3 separate regions of the Mus musculus genome follow, and all the other regions are linked to region 2. A link is a contact called in public promoter capture Hi-C data. All regions are on one chromosome and are shown on one strand. The core of a region is the stretch at or near the end of the contact, and the rest is flanking DNA. Distances in the headings are between cores, read along the strand shown. Region 1 holds the start of Igbp1 (immunoglobulin (CD79A) binding protein 1). Region 2 holds the start of Phka1 (phosphorylase kinase alpha 1). Region 3 holds the start of Pdzd11 (PDZ domain containing 11).

The links. Promoter capture Hi-C pulls out the DNA fragments that hold promoters and counts their contacts.
Region 1: a promoter capture Hi-C map of pre-B cells shows a contact between it and region 2, with 2.4 times the contacts expected there. The contact joins the promoter of Igbp1 here to the promoter of Phka1 in region 2.
Region 3: a contact with region 2 is called in a promoter capture Hi-C map of pre-B cells, with 5 times the contacts expected there. The contact joins the promoter of Pdzd11 here to the promoter of Phka1 in region 2. A contact is called at or near these places in 1 of 39 promoter capture datasets (pre-B cells) and 1 of 9 other capture datasets (liver).

What each region holds. Positions count from the first base shown.
Region 1 is chrX:100,492,746-100,495,712 of GRCm38.p6, reverse strand. Igbp1 (immunoglobulin (CD79A) binding protein 1) reads right to left here and starts at 1,422. Exons shown (of 6, transcript NM_008784.3): 1 at 1,157-1,422; 2 at 515-808. The coding sequence starts at 1,347. It also overlaps a transcript of Awat2 not described here.
Region 2 is chrX:102,642,882-102,645,628 of GRCm38.p6, reverse strand. Phka1 (phosphorylase kinase alpha 1) reads left to right here and starts at 1,383. Exons shown (of 33, transcript NM_008832.2): 1 at 1,383-1,782. The coding sequence starts at 1,705.
Region 3 is chrX:100,624,538-100,627,505 of GRCm38.p6, reverse strand. Pdzd11 (PDZ domain containing 11) reads left to right here and starts at 1,565. Exons shown (of 7, transcript NM_001356384.1): 1 at 1,565-1,620; 2 at 2,119-2,218; 3 at 2,628-2,711; 4 at 2,917-2,968. The coding sequence starts at 2,132. Kif4 (kinesin family member 4) reads right to left here and starts at 1,441. Exons shown (of 30, transcript NM_008446.2): 1 at 918-1,441; 2 at 688-802. The coding sequence starts at 1,037.

The sequences.
Region 1 (2,967 bases), core at 173-2,672, 2.1 Mb after region 2:
CTAACTTTGTTCTTAAGACACTGGGCATTCACGGAATTTTCTAAGGTTAAATCAAGGTTAACATGATGCTGTACCAGGGCTATGATTAATTCAGGATGCTAGACATCCCAGCCTGTATGCATTCTGAACAGAATTGCTCAGTAAATAGTTCAAGATATTGTGTACTTTTGAAATATTTACCCCATACAAACAGCATTATGCAGTGACATGGAAAAGGTTGTGGTATACTTTGATCAACCTAATGGTTAGAATAACACTGCTACTAGTGATGACCCTAAGGTGTGTGTTGAGGGGCTGGGGGGGTGGTCCTGAAGTTTTAGCACAACCCCCTCAACAATGGCACAAAGGCTTGTTAAGATTCAGGAAAGTTTGCTTTCACCAGGGTCTATGTTCATTAAGAACCAAGAAAATAAAATACACTATTCTGTAGTACACACACACACACACACACACACACACCACACAAACACATGCACCCCCAACTACAGCCCTCAAATTACAGCCATTGACCCACCTCTCTATTTTAGCCTGTCTTTGAGATGCCATAGCAACGAGATTTGGATAGGCCATGGAGGAGCTAGCAGTATTATTTTCAGCTGAGTTAGTCTTGGTTTGGGGTAGCTGAAACTCTGCCACATGATAGCAATGACACTGAGTTAAGAAATGTACGAAGTGTTCTCGAGCCCGCTGCAAATGATCTAGACGCTTGCTGGGGTTGACTTGTTTCATGGTGAGGGCTCCTTGCAACGCTGGCACCATCAGGTACTTCAGGTCGGTGGAAGCAATCTCTTCCAGATCTTCATTTCGGCTGCAAAGAGCAAAGAGGAGGCCGTGAAGCCTGGTTGAGCATTAAGCCGTGGCCCCTGCTTCTAGGGAAGAATAGGGCTGGGAGAGAGTGGTGCAAAGACATTGGCCAGATTAAAAAGAAAGTGGCTGAGCTTGCATACCCAAGGACCAGGCAGTCAGCCGTACACGAGGGAGCATTGTTCTGGGATATTAAGCATCTCAGAAGAAAAGTGGAGAATGGAAAGAATGTACACGGGTGAACAAGTAGGAACCGCGCGGTTTTAGCCTTAAAGGTCCTTTCCACCCAAGTGCAATGGCTCTGCCCTTGCTAGCCATTCCTTCTCTGCGGTTCCTGCCCTCTCCCCCGTACCTGAACAAATCAAGCTGCGATAACATTCCAGCAGCCTTCTCAAGGAGTTCTAGTCCTTTGGACACCTTATCCTGGATTGTTCGGGAGCCGGTGGGTTCAGTTGCTACTTCCACGTCCTCCAGAAGTTTTTTGCTTGTTTCAAAGAGCTCCGGAAGCCGCGGCAGCAGTAACTCGTCTTCAGACGCTGCCATCTTGTGGAAAGAAAGAAACCCGGAAGAATTTCTACCGAAGTCAAAGGTAAACTCCATAAAGACGAGCCCTAAAGCTCTCACGACACAGGAAGCAGTAGTGCATTGGCCAGCGACTTGTTACCAAAGCTTCCCAAATGACTTCTGGGAATCGCAGTTTTCTGGCCCTGGCAACCGTTTCCAGGGACTCATTTTCAGCCAGCCGCTTGTTTTAAAGTCGTCTGTGCTGTTTTACTAAAGATGGGCTCCACGTGGCCAGAAGTGGACTTGCAAGTTCCTAGTACTCTGAGGCACAGGAGTGGCGGGGCTGATTTCCAAACTCCAGCCAGCGTGAGTAGGCGAACGTGTTCCATGCTTGGAGAACCACGAGCCTGCTATGCCAGAGAAGTCAAGTCGTTCCCCCAAGGAAAGTCCTGCTAGTCAGCGGCCACTCTCTCGGTTTCCGGGTCTGCTTACCCTAGAGGACGTGAAGTTGTAAGTCGCGCTCTCGATCAATGCCCACCCACCGCGCCACAACCTTCTGTCCCCTATACACTCGAACACCCTTTGAGCCAGCACCCTGTGAAACCTTTCTCTTTGATCAGGAACATTTGAAAACTTGCAACTCCTATCTACCAACAGCCGGCTGCCTTCCTTTCTTGGAACTTTCTTTCCAGGTCACACTTCTATGCAGTCTTTGGTTCTCTCCCCATATACTGTGCCTTTCACCTCGCCGTTCGGATTTCTTCTGTGCACGCATACAGCACGGACCACACTGCATTAATAGCTAGTGTTTTATAAAATCTCCCTTCCAGAATGATTATGAGCCATCTTAGCACCTCCTCTGGCTATCCTTCATACTGAAGTTACCCAGAGTCATGATATATAAATAGAAAAATAAAGCGATCTCTTTGGAAATCAGCTCAGCTTTGCAGATACTAGATGGCTGGCTACCTAGTGCTCAGGTGTGCTTATCTTAAATTTAGATGTGTTGTAAAAGTAAATTACAGGTCAGATTTTGATTATATAATCAAAACATGTAAAAATATCTCAACGCTTTGACTATATGTTGAATGATAATATTTTTGAGACAGGGTCTTTTGTAATCCAGTCTGGCTTTGAAGCGCGATGGCCTTTACCTTCCAATCCCATGTGCAGGGATTACAAGAGCGTGTCACCACATTTGGTTCCTAGGGATTGAACTCAGGGCTTTGTGCATTCTACACAAGCGCTCTACCAGTTGAACCACACACACCCAATAATAGTATTTTAGTATATTCAGTTATGCGTTCTTAAATTTTCTTTGTTTTTAAAAATAGATGCCAACTATTTTTTTTGTTATTATTTTTTTGTTGTTGTTTTGAAACAAGTTCTCAAACTTGCTATGTAGGTAAGGATGATATTGAACTTGAGATCCATGGTTTCTACCTCCTGAGTGATGGTTACACCTGCAAAGTAGTACAGTCATACACGTGGTTTATGCTGGGGATTGAACATAGAGCCAGCCTTGTGCTACCTACACAGAACTCTACCAACTGAGTTACATTCCTGGTCCAATCTGCAAGAAAAGTTGAAGCAAACGTATTTAAAATGTATTATTAGTTATTGGATTGTGCCTGGGTTGTATGCGTATTTGGGCACACA
Region 2 (2,747 bases), core at 134-2,633:
ATCATATACTACTTTAATGTTTGAAAATGTGCTTAAATATCAAGGTGAAGAAAAACTAGACGACAGACACTTGAAGGGGACCAGGGTAGAGAAAAAGGTTTCTGAGCCTATAGTCTGAGTGAGGGCAAGATATCAGGGAGTTAGGGGCATAGGCAGGAGGGTGTTCTCTCCAAACCGAACTCCCTTTCCCAGTGTACTAAGGACATGAAGTGCTGTACTGGCCAGCCATCGCATTTGCGTAGGTTGTGACTGCAATGGGAAACTATTTGCTGGAGAAGTCCGTGCCACTGTGTTGAACTGCATCATTGACTGGCTGTTCAACCTGAGCACTTGAGCACTCACCTTTCATCACCATTATCAGATATTCACTAGTCACCTTCCAAGGTGCCTGACTATACGCTATACTGCCTGAGGAAGAAGCTGCAGCAGAGACAAAGGTGGCAGTGGCGCAGAGGCAGCTTGTAAGAAGAGAAGAAACTTAGGAGAGGAAAAAAAAAATAGAACGAAAATGCAAAATCACTGTGGGCAGAGTGAGGTGGCCAAGGAAGGCTTAGATTTAGAACTTGAAAGGTCAAGAGACAGTCTTATTCTCTTACCCGGCAAATCAGAAAGCAGGTGGTACTCCTGCTGAGCCCAGAAGAAGTTTGGGAGGGCTATGAGTAAAGGTTAGGGGTTGGGACAGTAGAGCTCGGAAGCATAAGCCCTTTGGGGACCGCCTGCCAGAGGCAGATTCCTCAAGCTCCTCACTGTATCCTCGGCAGCCTTCTTCCCCAGCCCTCCTCAGTCACTTTAATTTCAGCTGAATGTTTGTTCTTTGGGCCTAGTCACCTATACTTTACGAGGAAGCTTTCCAAAGCAGATAACTCCCACTGTCAGCTGTCCCATCAAGAGCACCCTCAGCCACTGCTTGGCTCCCTATTCTGCTCTCAGCCTGCCTGACACTTGCTTCCTCAAAGCTCCCTAACCGCTGCGGATTCGCGCATCTTTAAGGAGGAGCTAAAGAACTCCTTAGGGAGCTGGGGGTTTTTGTTTGTGTGTTTATTTGGTTGGTTGGTTGGTTGGTTGGTTTCAGAGTGTGGCGCTTAATCCGACTTTTTGCTCCTGAAGATCCGGAAATGGAATCGTTCAGTCCCAGTCTCTCAGTTTTGAAGAGTTCCTGAGGGTTCCTAAAACTAGTCCTTCAGAAGTAAGAGCAACAGCCTGTGCGCACAACCGTGCAAAATTAAAATAGTCACTTGTAGTGTTTCGAAAATAACTCCCCCGGGGGGGCGGGGAGAGCACAGCGCCTCGGGCGACACATTCTGGGCGGAGGGTGGCGGGCTACTGGCCCGTGGGCGTAGCGCGCAGCTGCAGGACCCACGCCCCGCCCCCGCACGCTCGCCAAGGGAGGCGGCACCCGGGGCGCTGACCCGCTGCTGTCGCCGGCCTTCAGTCTCAGGGCCGCCCCGGTCTCCTTCAGTCAAGCGGAGGATGCCGGTGCGCCACCCGGGGACCACGGGAGACTGAGTGGAGACGGGGTCTTTGCCGGCCGAAGCCTAGACCGCGGGAGGCTGAGCCGCGGCCTGAAGTGGACTCTGAGGCCGCCGGAACCAGGTGACGCGCGGGAACCATTGGCCACACGAGCAAGGGAGCGTTTAGAAGGTTTCCGTAGGCCTGGCGTCCGAGCTTCCCGTGTGTGCAGTGGGGGATTAGGGACGTGGCACCATGAGGAGCCGCAGTAACTCGGGAGTCCGCCTGGACGGCTATGCTCGGCTGGTGCATCAGACCATCCTGTGCCATCAGGTAAGTGTAGGTAAGGGTGAAGTGTGAGCTCCGGACACTGACTCTGGGTGAACCCTGAACGCATTTGTCTCTGGAGAGACCTTAAAGGATCCCGAAGGAAAGTTGCATGTTGAACTTGGAGTAAAATCAAAGTGTGGCATGGAGAATCACAATCCCCCACCCTCGACCCCTCTGCAGTGATTCCAGAGTGATGGTTTCTGAGCTCAGACAGAATGCCACCCCTTCCCCCAACTCCCCACCCTCCCAACTATGGCAGGATTCCAGGGACAGAGTTTCAAGAAATAACACTTTTTTATTGCCCTCACCCCAGGTTTGGGCCATCTACTTCCACTCCACTTCCCCAAAGATGTATGAGAACATAGAGCATCCTAAGAGACCTTAGACTACTGTGAAGGTCAAGGCACTTTGTACATACTTTTAAACAGTTTTGCACAGTGGCTCAGGCTGGCCTTGAACTTGGGATTTTCCTGCCATAGCCTTCACAGTTTGGACAACAGACCACAAGCCAGTGGGTTTTTTTGTTTGTTTCCTAAGCCGTTGTTGTTTTATTTCTTCCTTTGTTGAGAGGATTTTACCTTGTAGCCCATGCTGACCTCAAACTCCCCATCCTCGAGCTTCATCTCCCCATTGCTGGGGTAACAGGTATGCGCCACTGCACCTGGTTTATATGTGCTCTTTGGAGTTGTTGGTTTTTGAAACCAAGTCTGTCTTTGTAGCCCACGATGGCCTGAAACTCACTATGTAGCTGGCCTCGAAGGAGCGTCAGTCTGGAGAATTATAGGCTATAAGGCACTGCACCTGGCTGTATATATTTCTAGATTTCTTTCCTACTCCTTTACTTCAGACTTTTCGTTGCTAGTTGAATTTAACTTTTATATTTATTTTTCTTTTAAAATGCACTTAGTGGCATCCTTAGTACTACATTTGATAATACCCCTAATAATGCCTTTATTTTAATAATACCT
Region 3 (2,968 bases), core at 316-2,815, 2.0 Mb after region 2:
TGGTAAAGTATTCAGGGATCATAACATCAACAACTTATTACCAATGATTCTATGAAAAAAATGGCATCTTTATGCTGTTCTTGCAACATTTCTATAACTACTATAACTACAGTGTTTTCAAGTTTTACAATAAAGTCTGGGCCTATAGCTCACTTGGCAAAGTACTTGTCTAGCATACACAAAGCCATGCGTTTGCTTTCCAGCACAGCATAAGCCAAATCAAGGAGGGTGGTTGTACTGGCTAGTTTTGTGTCAACTTGACACAGCTGGAGTTATCACAGAGTAAGGACCTTCAGTTGAGGAAATACCTCCATGAGATCCAACTGTAAGGCATTTTCTCAATTAGTGATCAAGGGGGAAAGGCCCCTTGTGGGTGGGACCATCCCTGGGCTGGTAGTCTTGGGTTCTATAAGAGAACAGGCTGAGCAAGCCAGGGGAAGGAAGCCAGTAAGGAACATCCCTCCATGGCTTCTACATCAGTCTTTGCCTCCCAAGTGCTGAAATGAAAGGTTCTCTGTGAGGTCCCAAGACAACAAAATATGTCTAGGTCAAAGATAAACTGGATGTGTTACTAGGCTGTGGGCTGTTTTTAAAGGCAGAAGTCTGTTTCATCCATTCCTCTTATTTGTAGTGCCTATATGACCCACCCACACACACACAAACGCCCAGTGAATTAGACAGCCTCACCTTTAAACACGCCTTTTATGAGTGGAGCTACTGCTGTATTAAAGACCTCTTCCTGTTCAGTAGAGGGGTCAAACACAAAATCGTAGGTAAATGATTTATCATTACCAACCACCACCTGCAAGAGGCAAGAGACAAGGATGGGGAAGGATTAAAAAAAAAATGCCTGACCACGCCCCTCGCTCCTTTCAGCCTCAGCTGTGGAGGAAGCCACTCCAGACTCGACTACCCACCTGAGGCTCTCCGGGCACAAAGGAAAGGCACGTCTGGCAGCCCTCCTTAATCTCTTTCGAGACGAGGGGGCGACAACGCAGTGCCACTCTTACGGGAATCCCCTTCACCTCTTCTTTCATGGTACCAGCTCAGCAGGTGTCCGTGCTGGGTGAAGCCGGCTCTCCCAGGAGCCCCCGGAGGCTGGCAGGAGTGGAAAGGCCCTTCTCAGGCGGTGGGAGAGCTCGGAACTCGCTGATGCACTCTCCCTCCCAGCGGGATCACGGTGTCCTGTCACTCTTGGCCACCGCCTAAAGGTTTGTCAGTCCCAATACTGCAGGGCGAAGCGGCGTCAGCAATAAGGAAACTCCAGCAGAGACAGCAACCGCGACCCCAAGCCCTAAAGTGCTCCAAAGCGCAGAATCGGAGCTAACGCGGTGCCCGGGTAACTCACCAAACTAAACGTCCCTCTCACCGACCTTCCCTGGCGCCCTGTTCCAACCGGAGCTTTAACCGCCAAGTTTCAAATTGATCCCAGAGGCGCCAGCCAATCGGAGCGCGTACAGCCTGTGAGAAGCAGACGAACTTGAGCACGCACACCGTGACGCGCAAGGAGGCTGGAGCTCTGGCTCGCCCAAAGAGAGCTCCGCCCCGGCAGGGTGGTAGGAGCATCCGCTTCCGGTTCCGACGCCGAATTGGCTGTCGCTGACCGAGGCCTTCTTACCGGTGAGGTGGCCCTGAGTTAAGTGGTCGCGAGCGCGGGATTCGGGCGGGTTGCAGGACCTGGATCTAGAAGGTAGCCCGTGTAGACGGAACCCGTCTGTGGACACCACGTTTACTAAGCACCTCTAGAGATTGTGTCTGGCCCCAATCCCTATGGGATAGTTAAGAGTTGGCACTCCCTTGCTGTTTTAAAGTAGATCTTTGTAGATGTGTAGATTCTCTTTTCCTAGGTTGGAAGTGGTGACACCTATTGTTTTTTGTAGAATTGTGAGAAATGCAAACATGCCATTAGAGTGCTTAAAAAATTAATTTTTTTGTCTTTTGTTTTTGTTATTTTGTTTTGTAGCCTGCCTCTCCTCCCTACCCCCCCTCCCCAATCTTAACACCTACTTGTGGGCTAGTCCCATAAAGGAATGGCCCTCGGCTGGAAGGCTTTCTGGAACTTAGAGTGCTTGGTCCTTTTTAAAATCATTTTCGTTTCCTTTGATTCGTCCTTTTCAGGGCTTTGCCTGAAATGGACAACCGGATTCCCTATGATGACTACCCTGTGGTTTTCCTGCCGGCCTATGAAAACCCTCCAGCGTGGATTCCTCCTCATGAGGTGGGCGCCATCTGCATTCCTGAATAATCATGAGATCTATGAAAGAAAAAGTAGCAGGGCTAGGAAACTCAGTGGAGAGTGGATCTTAGGTGAATTCTGAGCAACAGTGACCCACTGGTGACTTCTTGCAGAATCACCATGCCAGAACCCTTCACACTGGTGAATTCTGAAAATTCAGAGCCTTAATTTCCATCCTGTCAATAAGAAAGGACTAGGGATCTATAGGGCCACTAACATGTCCCGAGACTAAACAGCCACTCCTCTGGACTGTTTTATCTGTGCTTTGTAAACTGAGTCAATGGCTTTACCAATTCCTGACATATATCTGGTTTATTGGTATTCTAAAAGAAGGTAGATGTAACACATCTAAGACTGGGAATAAGATTTCGGGGATTGCTGTATCTTGCAGAGAGTGTACCACCCAGACTACAACAATGAGTTGACCCAGTTTCTGCCCCGAATTGTTACACTGAAGAAGCCTCCTGGTGCTCAGGTAAACTTATAGGGGCTCTTATTCCAGTAACGTTTGGTCCATGCCAGAAATTGGCCATGGTTGGGGTGTGGATGTGGATTGGGAGGTAGGTGACCAGAAAAGCAGAGGTGGCACTTCTACAGCATCTCCTTTTCTTCTGAGTACATAGATGTCCCTGTTCTTATGTCTCTGCTGAGTCTGCATCCTGTGTCCTTTTGTCTTTCAGTTGGGATTTAACATCCGAGGAGGAAAGGCCTCGCAGCTAGGCATCTTCATCT